4 separate regions of the Mus musculus genome follow, and regions 2, 3 and 4 are each linked to region 1. The links are chromatin contacts, called in public HiChIP or PLAC-seq and promoter capture Hi-C maps. All regions are on one chromosome and are shown on one strand. Each heading gives the region's core, a stretch centred on a gene start, on an enhancer-like site or on the middle of the called end of the contact. The rest is flanking DNA. Distances are from core to core; before and after follow the strand shown.

Region 1 (4,106 bases), core at 880-3,379:
GCAGGAGATGTGTCTGATGCACACCTTCTGTGGTGTGGTGCTTGACTGTGATTTACATGAATCCTCAATTTACATTCACATTCTCATATACATTCCCTCCCCCAACCCCCTCTCAGTCAAGGTTTCAACTTGTAGTCCTGGCTAGCTGGGAATTCACTAAGTAAACTAGGCTGGCATGAACTCACAGAAATCCACCTGCTTCTGCCCCAGTCCTCTGGGATTAAAAGCATGTGCCACCATAACCCATCACTGTTACGTTGTCGACCAGAAAAGTAAGAAGTTAGAATGGAATACACAGCAAAACAGGTAATAAAATAGTTTTAGCCTGGGTGTGGTGGCTCAGGTCTAGAACCCAAGCATGTGGACATTGCAGAGTCTGAGGCCAGCCTGGGCTACCTGGCAAGAAAGATCCAGTCTCAAAGAAAGAAAAGACAGAGAAAGGAAAAGAGAGAAAGAAAAGAAAAAAAAAGTGGTGCATACCTTTAACCTTAGTTCTTGGGAGATGGAGCAGGAGGATCAAGTATTTGAGGCTAGCTACGTGTCCATTTCAAGACCAACCTGGGCTATATGAGACCTTGTTCCATTAAAACAAAACAAATATCCACAATAAAATAAATCAGAGCCAAAATCGTTGCTCATGCCTATAAAAACAGCATTTAGGGGCTTTAGCACAAAAATTGCAATTAATTTGAGACCAGCCTCAACTCTAGTGTCTCAAATATGATTTTAGAATTTAGGGTTCAGGAATATAGCTCAGTGACTGAACCCATGCTTACTGCATATAAAAACACTAACTCCAAGCCGGGTGTGGTGGCACACGCCTTTAATCCCAGCACTCAGGAGGCAGAGGCAGGCAGATTTCCAAGTTCGAGGCCAGCCTAGTCTACAGAGTGAGTTCCAGGACAGCCAGGGCTACACAGAGAAACCCTGTCTCGAAAATCCAAAAAACCAACCAAACAAACAAACAAAAAAACACTAACTCCAATCCCCAGCACCCCCACCCCAAATCAATTTAAAATAGCTCTAGATTTTAGGCAATTTTTCACAAATGGGAACATGGTCCTTCATCCCATATCCCTAAGAGGTGGGAGACAATAAAGGAGTTGGAGCAGACGAAATCGTCACACAGATCTACCTCTGTCTAACTAGATTTCTGTAGGCAGACCATTTAGGAAACGCTGATCAGATCAAGAATATGTTCTAAGCTGGACTGGGGAAAAAATAGGAACATGACCCCAACGAGGAGTTGCAGGTTTGCAAAAGGACACGTCATCTTCCAGCAATGTGGTGGTGACTGACCCTGGACATGCTTACCCTGTCATCTGTTTATGCAATCACATATATATGTAGCAATCTTAGTGTAAAGACTCTTGTAAAATCAAGAACCCCTATTTTCAATCACTTCTTGCTGCTTTTAATATTCCTGGGGAGGTTTACAGGTTGGGAAGAGGGAGGGCATTAAATTGCTGCCCCCCCATACCCATACAGTGGCTTATTATATTTCCTTCTGTCCATCTTTTAATCCTAGTTTCCTCCTCAGATAGAAATTATTTATTCCCTGTTTTATAAGACCACAATTACCTATACTAGTTATCTTTATCATCACTTCAAAGGGCGAGTGACTGAGACACCAAAACAAAAACATCGCATACCAACTGGAAGGAAGCACTTAGTAAAATTGTGTTGAATGAATGAGTAAAAGAAAGACACAAATACGAATGTTTCCCCATGGCGGTGGAGTGGAAATGTTACAGCACCATTTCTGGCACCAGGATCTCCCACTAACACCTCGACCTCCCGCCCACTCAGAGACCCATAGTGAGACTGAAGATGCGCTCTGGCTCGGCCTTGAGCCCAGAGTTGAGAGCTGGTTGGCCCGGTTGCCATGACACCGCCTTGTGCTCCACCCTCTCTCGCCCCCACACACCCCCTCGGCAGTCAGGGTATGGCAGCCAGTCACGTGCCACACAGCGTAACCACACCTCTGCTTCCCAGCGCAAAGTCAAGGGGTCACGTGGGATAGCAACAGGTCACGTGGCCGTCAGGGCCCCGCCCCCTTCCCCACCACACCCCTCCCATCAAAGCAGCCCGGGTTGCCCACTGCGCAAGGGTGAAGATCACGTGTCCAGAACGTCCGGCGCCCGCCCCGCCCCCCGGGTTTCCGCGCGCCTCTCTGGCAGCTGGTCACATGGTGAGGGTGGGGGTGAGGGGGCCTCTCTAGCTCGCGGCCTGTGTCTATGGTCTGGCCCGAAGCGTCCAGCTGCCCGGGACCGATCCCCGGTGTATGGCGCCGCAGGAACCGGCTCCCGGGCCCAGATAAAGGGCCACCTCCAGAGCTCTTAGCCGAGCGTAAGGTGAGTGCAGTCTCATCCAGGATCGGGGGACCAGTCCCCGCCACCACCAGCACCCTCCAGCTCCCCACGCGTGCGCGTCGCTGGCTGATTATGGAAGGTGGCCCAATGGCGGGAAGTGGGGCCTTTGTGGTCGCGGGCAAGGGTGTGATTTTGGAGAGTGAAGTGCAGAATCTTCGGTGCAAACCCTGTGCACTGTGTGATCCTCTTTGTGCCTAGTGCGATGTCCTCCGAAAGGAAAGAAAGCATTCTTTTTCTTCCTCCGGGACAAAACGTGGCCGGAGGAGGAGGGTTTGATGGGAGTCTTTGTGTTACCTAAGGCGCGGGCCCTGGAAGTGTGGAGGGGTGGGATGTTGCTGATCGCGTTGGCGAGGTCTTGTGCAGGAGTTCCTTTGTTACCGCCGGGTCATCCCCCTCCTAACCGTGAGAGTGAGTTTGGTATTAGAAGCCTCTGTGATTGTAGATCCCCTGCTTCGAGAATGGCTGCCACTCGATATGAACCCGTGGCTGAAATTGGTGTCGGTGCCTATGGGACGGTGTACAAAGCCCGAGATCCCCACAGTGGCCACTTTGTGGCCCTCAAGAGTGTGAGAGTTCCTAATGGAGGAGCAGCTGGAGGGGGCCTTCCCGTCAGCACAGTTCGTGAGGTGGCCTTGTTAAGGAGGCTGGAGGCCTTTGAACATCCCAATGTTGTACGGTGAGAAGGTTGGATTGGGAGTGGGGCGGAGAGGACAATAGGACCCGTAAGGCAGGAGTGGGACCCTAGAACGCCAGAGGCCACGTTGAGACAAAGGGGACGACTAGCTGGTGATCATTTGTTCTTCTCAGGCTGATGGATGTCTGTGCTACTTCCCGAACTGATCGGGACATCAAGGTCACCCTAGTGTTTGAGCATATAGACCAGGACCTGAGGACATACCTGGACAAAGCACCTCCACCGGGCCTGCCGGTTGAGACCATTAAGGTGAGTAGGGGTGGGGCTGGGGGCGAGGGTGGACCGATCTTTGCAATAGAAGTTGTTGGGATTTTGAAGTGATACATAGTTTCCGGTGTTCTGTGCTTTCTTCTTGAAAAACAGGATCTAATGCGTCAGTTTCTAAGCGGCCTGGATTTTCTTCATGCAAACTGCATTGTTCACCGGGACCTGAAGCCAGAGAACATTCTAGTGACAAGTAATGGGACCGTCAAGCTGGCTGACTTTGGCCTAGCTAGAATCTACAGCTACCAGATGGCCCTCACGCCTGTGGTCAGTAAAAGGCGTTAGCCGACTAGGTTGTGATAGGGGTAGCTCTTGGTGGTTTCCCATAGCAACTGAGGAGTCTTGTACATGAAGTTTTCAGAGCCAGGCAGGTCTGGTTCGTGAGGTCGACACTCACTCATTTCTACTATTCTCTTCAGGTGGTTACGCTCTGGTACCGAGCTCCTGAAGTTCTTCTGCAGTCTACATACGCAACACCCGTGGACATGTGGAGCGTTGGCTGTATCTTTGCAGAGATGTTCCGTCGGAAGTATGGGACTAGAAACTTTTTGTTGTTAATGGTACAGGGTTAGTCCTGGCCGTAGATCAGGTTGGCCTTGAACTCACAGAGCCCTGGGATTAAAGGCATGCGTTACCACCGCCCGTATGGGACTTGAAGCTCTTAACCTACCTTCAGTTGCACATAGCTTTGGCTGCTTGTCTTACTGTGCTAGAGGTTGAAATCAGAACTCACACACACTCAGTAAATGCTTCCGTGCCACTGAACTTCACACTCC
Region 2 (4,106 bases), core at 694-3,193, 1.8 Mb after region 1:
ATATATCCTGCATCTTCCAGAAAATTTTGTCATTCATTATTTCCCTACAACTGTTTTCTAGAATCTTTTCCCTATCCCTGCCCTTAGTCAATCAAAGACTGACCCTGGTTTCCAAAAGTAGAAGCAATAAGAACAAGGGAGCCTGAGAACCCAAGATCAGATCTCTGTGCACACACACACACACACACACACACACACACACTCACACACATACACATACACATACACACGAGAGAGAGAGAGAGAGAGAGAGAGAGAGAGAGAGAGAGAGAGAGAGAGAGAGAGAGAGAGAGAGAGTTTCCTGACTCTGAGTTTTCTTTACAATCCTAACCAAGTTGGAGTTGAATTCTGCAGAAACTGGGTGGCAAGTGCCAGGCTCTCAACCTTCCAAATGCACACCTGGGTTCCTGTACCTCTACCATGGGGGTGGGCCACTAGGATTTCCCGCAACCCCCAGCTTTTTATGACCCATCTGCCAATAAACCAGCCCCCCCTTCTGTTCAGAGCCATAAAACCAAAGGAGGGGGGGCTTGCCAAACCACTAGGGAATAGAGAAAGCCTGGTTCCCTGGAGTTGGGGGGGGGGGGGACTACAGTCAGTGGGGGAGGGGAAAGGGAGTCACCTGACCCTAGGGAGAGAAGGCAGTGGGGGCGGTAGTATTGGCCTGGATTTTCCAGGCCATAAAATTTCAAAGCCGCTCCTGTCTATCAGAGTGTTCATCCTCCGTTTGGCCAGGGGCTCGGATGCCTGGGTTCTCCCATCCCCCTCATCTAGTTCTTTCTCCCTGGGTCTTCTTTGGCTCCAGCTGTGGGTAGGACAGGGAGTGAGCACGCTAAGATGAGAGTAACCAAATGATACTCGTTAAGTGGCAAGCGCAGTGGAGTTGAGTTATTTGAGCTCTTTCGGTACCAGGAAGGAACAGCTCTTCTAGGTCCTAGGGGATACCCAGTGCGAGATCAGGTGCAGAAAGGAGAGGTGTCAGCTGAGTTGCTGAGACGTACACCGGGTTTGGGTCCTATGCCATGGCCTTAGAGGAACACTTAGTTTTTCCGAAAGCCGGTGGGCGCCTTCCGGAGCACCGGGCAAGGAGTTGATGCTGGTGCCAGAGCAGTGGGAAGATGGCACTGCGGCCCAGCTGAGACTGCACGGGTCACGGAAGCTCCCCACCTAACGCTCCAGAAAAGTCACTGTAGGGTGCCAGTTTCTAGGACTACTTCAACTTGAATCTTTTTCTCACAAGGGATGGAAAGCAATAGCTCACAACCTGCCTGGTTTGGCCCCCCTCCCCCAACGCGCCATCCTCCACCCCCCCACCCTAGAACGGGGCGTGCACTCAACTCCGCTGCCCATCTTCTCCGCTCAAAAAGTTGTGTGGAGTGGCCCGGCTCCCCAATCCGTCAAGTTTTCGCAGAAAGGGCTTCCGGGTCCTTCCCGGACTGCACCGCACCGCGCGCACCCCGCAGCCCACTTACTCTCCTGGGCCATGCTTATGACCGTCTCGGTGGTAGCGTGGTACTCGTCCTCTTCCAAGAAGTCCTCAGGCTGCAGCGCGTCGCCTTGGAAGTCGTGCAGATCCAGGATCTGCTGCAGCGGCGGCGCCTTGGGCAGCAGCTGCTTCACTACCTCCCGGCTGATGTTGGGCGCCTCCTTGAGCCGCAGTTTGCTCAGGATCTGCGACTTGATGCTCTCTAGGCGCAGCTCGCGGCTGTGCTGCCGCCACACGCACACGGGGCAGCCGTCCGGCTCCGGCGGAGCGGACGGGGCCGGCCGGCTCGAGCGCTCCCCCCCGACCCCGGCCGCCGCCGCCGCTGCCGCCGCCGCCGCCGCGGGGCCCTCGGCCGCCTCCCCCCGGGGCCGCAGCTCCAGGGCGAGGAGCAGGAAGCCCAGCAGCAGCGGGGCCGCGAGCACCATGCTGCAGGGGAGGGGAGGACTGGGGGGCGGGGACGCCGGAGTCCCGCGGGGAGGGGGCGGAGGGAAGAGGGAGGAGGAGGGGGTCCGGGCGGCGCGGGATTGGGGGCTGCCCGGCCGAGGGGGGGCCGGGGGCCGGGGGCGGCGGGCGCACGGGCGGGGCGGGCGGGCGGCCGGGGCGGGCAGCTGGGGGGGCCCAAGCCCGGGCCGGGCCCTTTATAGCCCCGGCCCCCGTGTCGTCAGCGGCCGCGATTGGCTGCGGAGCCAACAAAAGAGGTAGCGCTGTCATCCGAGGCGAGAGAGGGAGCCGGAGAGAACCGAGGAAAAGAGAGAGAGAGAGAGAGAGAGAGAGAGAGAGAGAGAGAGAGAGAACACGAGCGAGCACGGGTCCAGAGAAAGATGAAGAGACCGAAAGATGAGGGGGAGGGGGGGAGAGGCCGTGAGGGACCGAGTCAGAGAGATCGGGGACAGACGGAGCGGTGGGTAGGGGTTGGGGGTGGGGGAAGAGGCAGATCCAAAGATACCCAGATAGGAAGGGAAGAGGGAGAGACAAAAGAGAGAAAAGAAGTCACAGAAGGGAGAGACTTAGCTAGAGAGCAAGAGCGAAGACTGAAGACGACCAGAAAAACTAGTGGGACAGTTAAGAGTGGAGAGAGTCAAAGACAAAGGTAGAGCGCAAAGAGGGGTGGCTAACCGAATTCTACGGAGTCGAACAGGAGAGAGCAGGAGAGGTGGGCAAGAGAACGGATGGGTCAGAGGGAGCTGATGGTACCCTGCGCAAGAGGGAGAGGCAGAGACAGGGGATACCTTGGAGGTAGCAACCCCTGAGGAGGCAGGTGCAGAGAAAAGACCAGGGGAGGAAGTAACACACACAAGTCAGCCTTGGTTGGAGCGCAAAGAGACACCCAAGGGGAAGAGGTGGAGATGTGAAGAATAGCCTCAGCTACCAGAGGTAGCCCAGGATGTTTAAAGAACCCATAAAATGGAACATCAGGCTGATTTATCACAGGGATGAAGGCGGTCAGGAGAGGAAGAGGCCAGGGACAAGCTGAGAAGTTGACAAGTACTGAGCCCGGAAGAAAACTATCTAGGAGGCCTGTGATCTTGAGATTGAGGTTTAATAGAACAAAGAGAGTGATCGTGATCGGGCTGGAAAGGGTGGGAGCCATGAGGGGAAGAGCCAGATGAGGGATGAGGTAGGGCTTGAAAGTGGTGCTTGGCGAGGAATCTGGACCCTCTCTCTGGGTTCCTAGCTACGTCTTTGTGTTTGTAAGGTCTTACATGTCTGAGAAAGCTTGAAGTTTTAGGCGTAAGGGTAAGAGCAGGGTCTATACTCAGATGTCTAATGTGGAGATAGCAAACCCCAAGGGGAGCCACTCTGGAATGGGACCAGCCATGGTCTTCAGGTGTGGTCCTAAGCGCAGCCAGACAGCTCAGTACACGAGGAAGACAGTGTACAGGTGTGCTCAGCCACTACTGCTGGTTCCCTCTTCCCAGGTCTCTGTTTCTCTTTTTCCCCCTCTTCCCCTCCCCTAAACCCTTTCTTCTCCTTTTCCTCTATCCTCTGAGACAGAGTCTCAGATGCATCCCAGGCTGGCCTCAAACTCAGTTATCCTCCTGCCTCAGCCTCCAGAGAGCTCTCTGTATAAGCATGCCTTGACCCATGTCTCTGAAGATCCCTTGGCAAACTGAAAATGTTAGGGGGTTGAGATTTGCTCTTCCAGTGTCTCGCGCAGTGTTCACTGAACAAAATGTATAAATGTCAGTAGGAAGGCCCTGTCTCAAAAAAATATATAGATAAATGTAAAATGTATAGACCTCACTATTGGGATTCTTGGACCAAGTAGAAGGTTTTTGGTTTCCTCTCTGGAATTAAACCCTAATTAAAATATATATATATATATGTTAAAGTTAGTTAGGCATAAACAAAAGAACAGAATTGGGTTTGGGAGCTGGAGTGGAATGAGGGTAACTATTGGGGTTCAGCTGTGAGGGAGAAGCAGGGTAGGTGAGAAGCTCTGAATACATGACCTATTCCTATTTAGAACAGGGACTTAGGGATGGAGAGATGGCTCAGCAGTTAAGAGCACTGACTGCTCTTCCAGAGGTCCTGAGTTCAAATCCCAGCAACTACATGGTGACTTACAACCATCTGTAAAGAGATCTGATGCCCTCTTCTGGTGTGTCTGAAGACAGCT
Region 3 (4,106 bases), core at 1,080-3,579, 1.6 Mb after region 1:
TTAATCCTCAGGGCTGGATGACGAATAGGATCATCAGCATAAGGGTCAGAGGCTTCCACGGAGGGGGACATGCTATCTTCGGGGTTCAGTTCCCCAATCTTATACTCGGCCAGTAACTCACGTACATGGGGCTGGTTGTGCACAGCATAGAGGGCCCAGAAGGGTTCTAGGGGACCTCCAGCTGCTAGCATCAGTTTTGATGGTCCTCCTGGATGCAGGTCCACAAATTTTGTGACATCGAAGACCTCAGAGCCTAGAGTTACCCAGACTCCAGTTTTAGGGTTGTTGTGAGAACGCACATCCTCTTTAGAGTACATCCGTGGTGACTCCTGAGAAGCCTGAGGGTTGAGGAGGGAGAAAGCAAAAGGAAGAGACTATTAACTCACTTTAGGTCATTCTGACCCCATCCACAGTCAGTCTGGGAAATTAAGGGAGCAGGTTGTATTTCTACAGTTCATGAAGACAGAGCCTATAAGATCCCTTTGTTCCGGCATGGAAGCTCTTTTCCCACTTACCCTACACCGATGCTCATGGTAGACCAGCACCACACCCAGGCCTAACAGGGTCCCCATGACTTTCCATCTCCGAGTCCTTGAGTTATCATCAGAAAAGGTAAGGCTGGGATGCTGGGGCTCAAGTGAATCATTTGTGGAGCATGCTTGAATGCAGAGCCTCAAGGGGGTTGACTTGACTCTGGAAGACAGAGATATTAGTAGCACAGAACGTCCCAAGAAAGCACCAGTGAAGTAGTGTGGTCAGTCACCTCTCCCTCATTAGTCACCAGTTTGCAATTGGAATTTGGTTTCTTCCGGATGGGTAGGACCAGCGAAATATGGCTTTCTCTTTCCTCCAATACTGTACTATATTATGTGTCAGATAAGATAAATATCTACCAGATAAGATAATTATGAGATAGGCTAGGAGATAAGTACTGGCTTGGGAAAACCTACCTGATGGCCTGTGGAAGCCTCACAACCACGGATCTGTATAGCTGCAGCAGCATCGTGGCAAGACCTACAACAAGAAGATAGATTCTAGGTTTCAAACCAAGAAAACCCCATGTTTGGGAGACCTGAGAGTGCATGGTCCAAATGTGTTCTTAAGAGTACACTTGGAGCACTTCAGAGACACACTGTGCCGAAAGGAATGGGGGTGGAGTGGGGATGGAAAGGTACAGAGGCTTCTAGAAAGAACAATGCCCCAGGCAAAGGGACTAAAGGACAGATTAGAGGTTTGCCAATTTTTTTTCTAATGATGCTGTGTATTGAACCTAAGGTCTTGAGAATATTATAACTCTACCACTGAGTCATATCCTCAGCCCCTATTTTATAATTACTTCTAAATTGAGACTGATGAAAACAGACAAGAGGTGGCTGCAACCTAATGGGGTGAAGGAGCCAGAATCCTGGAAGCAAACTGCCTGGGGTTTGCAAAACCAGGCCTTGTCATTAACCAGCTCCCATGGCAACACAGCGGGCCTCTCTGAACTTGTATCCTCATCTCTACCCAGAGGAACTGATACGAAGAGTAAACAAGTAATAACATTCACTCAGACCTTTCCTCTTTTCTCCCTCCACCCTTCTAAAATAAATACCCCATCTGAGAACTGAACCTCAATTCAGAGTCTCCACCCTGACCTCGTAGTCTATGGCATTCTAGTGATCTCAGCAAACTGAGCAGAGTCAATGGCCAGGGTGTCAGGGGATGGGCTAGAGAAGGAAGTTAATTTTTCTGCTCTCTGTCCTGCTGAGGTGTCTTCCTCACAACCTAGTGCCTCTCTGACCTAGGATGGTCAAAGTGGAGAGTAGTAAGAAGCCGCTGGTTGCTGAGATGCTAGGGATGGGACTCTTACAAATGGCGAAGGAAGATGGAAAAGGCGAATTTTTCTCCTCTTTACGCCTGGGCCACGGGGATCCCTACTCTTCCTGCCATCTACTCTTAATTTCAGCAACCTGCTTTTTACCAGCCCCGTTCCAGGTTTGGGAGGAGCGGCCTGCTAAATACCGAAATGCTACTCCGTGGTGCAAGAGTAGTCCTTACTCTCTGAGACACTTTAGGTAGGAGGGTGTGTCTGTCCAGAATTCGGACAGAACACCAGCCTGCGACCCCAGGAGCACACCGACATCATATATGGAGATACTGGTTCTTTTGCTACTGCTAAGATTTGGAGGTTGCTCCAAGTTACTCCAAGATTTGGCGGCACTGGCCGCCTTGGTCCCACCGTTGCCCTCCCTCCTTTCTCTCCCGGTCGCAGTCCCCTTACCCGGCTGGATGTCGGCAGCGGAACAATTTCACCCGCCCCGTGCAGGGCTAGAGCGGCCCAGAGCGGAGGGGCGGGGCGGGGCGGGGCTCGGCCGTGACGTGTACAGTTTGTGCAGGCGTCCTGACGCCCCTCGCCGGCTCCGCAGCTATTGGCCCCTAGCTTTGCAGCTGCTCTTGACGAGGACTGTCAACTGTCGCCCGGTCGCCGGGTCGCCGGGTCGCCGGGTCGCCGGGTCGCCGGGTCGCCGGGTCGCCGGGTCGCGGGGTTGCGAAGCTGGGGGGCGGGGCGTCGCCGGGTCCTGGATGGTACAGGCCTCTGCCTCCCGGGGACCGGGGTCACACACTGGTGACCAGAGCAGACCGCAGCTCCGTAGGGAATTGTGAGGCACAACTGATGCTCTGTATCTAGACAGTGGAAGGTGACAAGGCCTTGAAAGGTGGCCACGAGAATGGGGACCACATTCCCGGGGAAAACCCAGGGTTTTGTCCCGCGCCTCGGTAGTTCGGTGTTGCAACGTTGAGTCCTAGGGAAAGCAAGGCCAGGAATAACGGCAGAAATGATGCCCAAAATAGTGGCTCAACGATTCCCAGAGTGGATTTCTGAAGTGTGAAAACAGCAATACCGAAAAACCATGTTTTATTTGAGACAAGGTCTCACTATGTAGCTCTGGCTGGTCTGAATCTAGCTTTGTAGACCCTGCTGATCCGGAACTCCGGAGGTAGATTTGTCTGTCTCTGCCTCGAGTACCTCACTTAAAAGCATGCACCAAAGTCTGCGTGATGAATTTTTTAAAAAGCGTCTACTTAAACAAGAAAAAAGGGCAGTTTAACAAAAGTATAAACATTGTAGTCTTGTATATAAAAGGTAAAGGACAATGATAGAAAAATTTGCTATTACTCTTAATCATTTACTAGAGATTGAAATTTTGACATTCACTTTGGGCTCCGGGAACAAACATTCATAGACTGCCCTCTAGAGACCAGAGGGTTGAGCTACAGTCGCATCAACTTAGAACAAACTTTTACATCTGGAAGTTCATCTTTGTCCATTTATGTTTTTTGATTGTTTTTGGTTTTTGTTTTTTGAGGAATTGGGCTAAGAATCCTGAACAGGGAAGTGTACTCAGAAAAGGGGACGTGATAGTGAATAGGTGATATTGACTCTAACGTTTTTGGGAGTGGAAAGGTTTTCAGCCTTTGCAGATTATCATCCGAAAGGTTGGTTCTGTTTTTGTTTTTATTTTTTGAGGCAGGGTTTCTGTGTAGCCCTGACTGTCCTAGAACTTACTGTGTAGACTAGGATGGCCTGGAACTCACAGAGATCTGCCTGCCTCTGTCTCCAGAGTGCTGGGATTAATGTAAAGGGCACATCCAGGCCCTGTTGTTGAAAATAAAGTTTCAGTTGGTGTTACAGTGCCAGAGTATGATTCCAGCTGAGGCCGGCCATGATTGTACACAAAGACCCTGTCAAATATGTACTTGGTATGGTTTCTCCGTCCATCTACTAATGCACCACCTTTATTTTAGGGAGCTACTATCTCCTGTAGTGCAGATGGACCTCTACTTCCAGGTGTTGGGAATACTAGGTGTGTGCCACACACCTGGCTCAACCTCCACAGTCTCTTCATTGCACAGCTGGAGAGACTGAGGCACTGCTGACTTGACAAAGGCCCACAGATGGCAATTAGGACTGGCCTGGAAACTTAAGGGCTGCCTGACTCTAACTGGCTGGCTCTCTAAACATCCTTTCTCACTTAGAACCCTCGTGCCTACAATCAGTCTCTTATGTTTTCATTTTCTGTATTTCAGTCCTTTAGACTATGACAGATTGGAGGGCTTCAAGC
Region 4 (4,106 bases), core at 881-3,380, 1.3 Mb after region 1:
TAACCATATACACGTTCCTGTACACACACACACATACAGAGAGAGAGAGAGAGAGAGAGAGAGAGAGAGAGAGAGAGAGAGAGAGAGAGAGAGAGAGCAAACTACTGTCTACTGTCTACTGAAGTTTGTTTACCTATAGGAGATAATGTTAAGACGATTCTAGAGCCCGAATTCTCCCACTTGATCTTGACCACCAGGGGGCACCGTTGTCCCTGAGCATTTTGAATCTTCCCAAGGTCACAATTATGTCAAGTCTTTTCTGTGGCCCCTTCCTGTTCTCATGCAGGTATATTTGGACCTAGAGTTTTCTTAGCTGTTATATTCATGCCAGTCTTAACTTTCCCACCTATGTTCAGAAAGAAACTGTAGGGCTAGGGGTGTGGTTTGATGTTTGAGTATTAGTAATAGCATGTTACAAACCGCATTCACTCCCAGCAATGAGGGACAGACTGATACAGACTCAGCTTTTGGGCGAAACCACTTAACCCCCTTCATCTCTGGGCTTTCACATTGATTTTATAACAATGGACATCAGGATTAAATAACTTCAAATAAATAAAAATTGGACGTTAAAGTACAGAATCCTATCAAGGGGCTTAAAAAGGATGGCATTCTCTCTGTAGTTATTAAAACTCCAGTTACCATTATGGCCACCCAATAATTGTCCCTTCAGCAGCCTCACCTGATGGGGACAGCCTCTGGTTACTTACGGCACTGGAGTTCAGGCCTCTGATCTGCTAGCTAGTCTCTGTGGATAATTAACTATGGGGGAAGGAACCAGGTCAGACTATTCTGGGGTTATGAGGAAACCCCATGTGAGATGCTAAATTGGGAGCCAATATTGATCAGTGAAGCTTTGAAGTCCCCGGGGAGGTGGTCTAAGGTTATTGCTTCTCAAGAGGCGCAGCTTCTCTTGATAAAGTTCTCTCATAAGAACTACCTGACTTCCAAGCTAGAACAACACTACTGGGCAGATATGAATATGTATATGAGAAAACTTGAGGAAATAGGGGTTTTCTTTCTCTTTTCCAAGTCTAAGCCACAAACTACATCCTCTATAAACAAGGACTATCTGAACTTGGCTTACATGGATACTGAGACCTCTGCACTTTGTTACTGTCATGTGGTGAGATAAAAGGATTGTACATTTGAGGCTTGGTGGTTACAGATAAGGTGCTCTGATCATTGGGTCAGCTTCTCTCCACCCTTAGGCCAATTTCACAGTAGGCACAGGAAAGTACAGAAGTTCTGAGGTGTTCTACCCCGGGGCATTTAAGAGTGATGTGTAAGATCATTAAATCCTTGTGTCATTCACTGCAATGTTTTCTGAGGGAGAAATAAGAGAGAGAGCCAAGTAGGATAAACGTCCTCGAGTCCTTTGGAAATACTGTGAATGATGGGACGAAAAGAGAGTGTCTAACACCTGATCTTGAGTGGAGAGTTGCAGCTCCTGATCCTGTGTCTGAGGTGGGCTGGCTCTATGGGGTTTTATGATATGGGGTTTTATGAAGAATGTCAGAATCATAAGGCCCAGGACCCAAAGACTGAAAGGTTCCTTCATATTAAGGGGGCTTTTGTAAGACTTAGACTCCATATAGTTCACAAACATCACTAAACATTCAGGCTTCTGGTTTTGCTCTTCTCCACATAACGGGGTCAGTATCTGTAATTTCAAGATTTCTTCTGTTCACAAATGACCATCAAGCAACTAACTCTGGCATCATAGCGGGCTTTCTGCGTGATGTCACCTCCACGGCCATGAAGTCATTAACCAAAGACATTCTTTAAGAAAGCATGCCAAGCAGGTAGAGGAAGTGCAATGGTCAGTTGCAGTGTTCAGTGACCTTCAAACGTCGCGTGCTGGAGCTTTATCTTCAGCATTCTCCGGAGAACCCGAAATGTGTTAAGGGCAAAGGGAAAAGCCAAAGAAGGAAGTTAACTGAGTTCTCAGGCACATCCTTAGACACCTACAATCCCTTTCCCACCCACTCCTAATTAGCCTAATCCGTACGGTCCAATCCTCCCCGCGATAACATCTGTCAAAGGCTCAGATCCCGCCCCTCTTCCATTTTGGGCCAATGGTCGAGGCCGGGGTGGGTCGCCGGAGGGGGGCGGGCTCAAGTTTCGGGCAGAGGGCGGGGCCTCGCCGAGGACCCTGGGCTGGGCGCCTGTGCCGGTTTGTCTACCCTTCCCCTCAGCCGCCTCCTTTCAACCTTGTCCGCCGGTTGGCGCGGTCTCCATCACAGCGGCGACCGCTCCTGTTGCAGCTGTAGCTCTCTCCCTTCGGTCCCTTCCCGCCAGGTCCCGGAGTTTCGCCCGCCATGGCTCTACTCACTGCAGCAACCCGGCTCTTGGGAGCCAAGGTGAGCTTAAAGGAGGGAGCGCGCCGTGGCGCGCGGGGTGGGGCTGAGGCGACCGCAGGGCCTCCGGCACCGGCTCTCCCTCCCACACCGGAGCGCAGCCCTCCGCGCCTTAAAGGGGCCCGACCCTGGCGAGCCGCCAACCCTTCCCAGAGCTCCTAGGCCATGTGCTGCGTGCCCTTCCGGCTAAGGTGAACGCTGCCGGCCCCGGCCTGCAGCCCCCGGCGGCCGGGAGGCCCGCCTTCTGTCATATCAAGTATCCAAGGTGCAAGCGAGGGATGCAGGGCCCTGGCTGCAAGGCCAGAGAGCAAAGATGTGGCGTGGTCCCCCGAATTAGGGAGAGAACTGTTGGAGGAGGAGTGGGGGATGTATAAATATGCTCACTTGGTCACTGGGGCTAATTTGGGCTCTGCTTTGTAGGGTGAGTCCTGTCAGGACCTGTTTCTTTCCTCACTGTAATTGAAGCCTGTAAGTGACCCCGCCGTTTTAGTTTTGTTAGGGGACTAGAGCCCCCCAGCTCCTCTTTGTCCTTGGGACTCCTGCACTTAATGTATATAGGAGGAGCTTGAATAGGGTGGGGCATTTCTGTTAAACCTGCTGATTATGTATCACATCAGGCTCTAGGTAGAACCAGAAAGGTTGTTCCTCCAAGCTACAGGCCAATAAATGAAGACAGGCGTGAGGTAGTAACACCAAGGTCACATGACTCAATTCTACTACCTACCAGGAGTACTTCCCCTTATTCCCTGGCGGCCCTTTAATTTGATGGTTTGCCTTTTGAATTCTGAAGTTCAAGTCCAAGTAGGGATAACTCTTAATTTCACGTTATCACTACTTTTTTGCTCAGCATAACTTGGGCCTTTAAACAGAGACCCAGCTATGCTGAGGGAATTTCAGCTCTAACCCAAGTGGGGACAGTCCCACAAATGACCTTGGCTTCTGTTTTAGTTTTAAAGGAACTAATAGGTTTTTCTCATCAGTAGATAGTTTGAAGCAAAGTACACCTGGAGGAAAGAAAAGACTTAGAATGGTATTAACTTTCTGTGTGAGATGCATAGTTGTCAGATGTACCACAAAACTTGTAGGGTTTATCTTGGGGCTTTTCTGTGTCTGGCAACAAGGTAGAGACTGGTTATTTGGTAGACACTTGTCTTACTTGGCTGTTGCTACTGCTGCTGCCAGGGAACTGGGTAAGGAAACCTCTTGGGAAATGAAGCAAGTTCTAGACGGTGTTTGGCAGAATGGTGGACCTATAATTAGATCGGTTCAGGAGCTGCTAACCCAGACCAGATAGTCTAACACAACAGTGAACTTGAAAAAGCCTTTGGTTTTACTTTTTTTTTAGTTTATCTTGCTTCATAAAGCCCTAGGAAATGTCATAATGCTTTGGGAGGGTGACTGGGCCACATTTGTGTTGTCATTCTTTACTTTTATGTTAGAAGTGAAGTTGAGGATCCCAGAAACTTTGCTAGTCTTTTGTACTCTGTTGGTCAAGTTGCTTGAGTTGCTTGAATCTCAGTGTGCCTTGCACTGAGCATGATGGTACGTGGCTGTAATCCCAACACTGAGGAAACGGAGACAGTGGGTACATAGTAAGTTTGAGGCCATCCTGAGCTACCTGCTTCTCCCAAGAGGTGAGGCTTACTCTTGAAATCAGCAAGGGCAGCCAGGTGGTGATGTCACACACCTTTGCCTGCAATCCCAGAGGCAGGTGGATCTCTGTGATCTGGAGCTGGAGACCAGCCT

What was found. Promoter capture Hi-C pulls out the DNA fragments that hold promoters and counts their contacts. HiChIP or PLAC-seq counts read pairs in DNA pulled down with a chosen protein or histone mark. Capture Hi-C pulls out chosen DNA fragments and counts their contacts.
Region 2: a contact with region 1 is called in a promoter capture Hi-C map of adipose tissue, with 4 times the contacts expected there. The contact joins the promoter of Gdf11 here to the promoter of Cdk4 in region 1. A contact is called at or near these places in 3 of 39 promoter capture datasets (liver, neutrophils and pre-B cells), 1 of 484 Hi-C or Micro-C datasets (B cells), 4 of 115 datasets of contacts at active chromatin or transcription factors (astrocytes, bone marrow-derived macrophages, large pre-B cells and 1 more) and 3 of 9 other capture datasets (adipose tissue, liver and macrophages).
Region 3: a contact with region 1 is called in an H3K4me3 HiChIP or PLAC-seq map of bone marrow-derived macrophages, with 4 times the contacts expected there. The contact joins the promoter of Suox here to the promoter of Cdk4 in region 1. A contact is called at or near these places in 1 of 39 promoter capture datasets (embryonic stem cells), 1 of 115 datasets of contacts at active chromatin or transcription factors (bone marrow-derived macrophages) and 4 of 9 other capture datasets (adipose tissue, liver, macrophages and 1 more).
Region 4: a contact with region 1 is called in a promoter capture Hi-C map of embryonic stem cells, with 2.9 times the contacts expected there. The contact joins the promoter of Cs here to the promoter of Cdk4 in region 1. A contact is called at or near these places in 3 of 39 promoter capture datasets (the C10 cell line, embryonic stem cells and hematopoietic stem and progenitor cells), 1 of 115 datasets of contacts at active chromatin or transcription factors (embryonic stem cells) and 3 of 9 other capture datasets (adipose tissue, liver and pancreatic islet).

What each region holds. Positions count from the first base shown.
Region 1 is chr10:127,061,406-127,065,511 of GRCm38.p6, forward strand. Cdk4 (cyclin-dependent kinase 4) reads left to right here and starts at 2,130. Exons shown (of 8, transcript NM_009870.4): 1 at 2,130-2,354; 2 at 2,815-3,048; 3 at 3,180-3,315; 4 at 3,430-3,597; 5 at 3,750-3,859. The coding sequence starts at 2,831.
Region 2 is chr10:128,889,775-128,893,880 of GRCm38.p6, forward strand. Gdf11 (growth differentiation factor 11) reads right to left here and starts at 1,944. Exons shown (of 3, transcript NM_010272.2): 1 at 1,473-1,944. The coding sequence starts at 1,911.
Region 3 is chr10:128,671,589-128,675,694 of GRCm38.p6, forward strand. Suox (sulfite oxidase) reads right to left here and starts at 2,330. Exons shown (of 4, transcript NM_173733.3): 1 at 2,264-2,330; 2 at 951-1,014; 3 at 516-693; 4 at 1-338. The coding sequence starts at 1,003.
Region 4 is chr10:128,335,597-128,339,702 of GRCm38.p6, forward strand. Cs (citrate synthase) reads left to right here and starts at 2,131. Exons shown (of 11, transcript NM_026444.4): 1 at 2,131-2,363. The coding sequence starts at 2,322. It overlaps Gm51822 (a long non-coding RNA gene), which reads right to left. Exons shown (of 2, transcript XR_003949053.1): 2 at 1,543-4,106.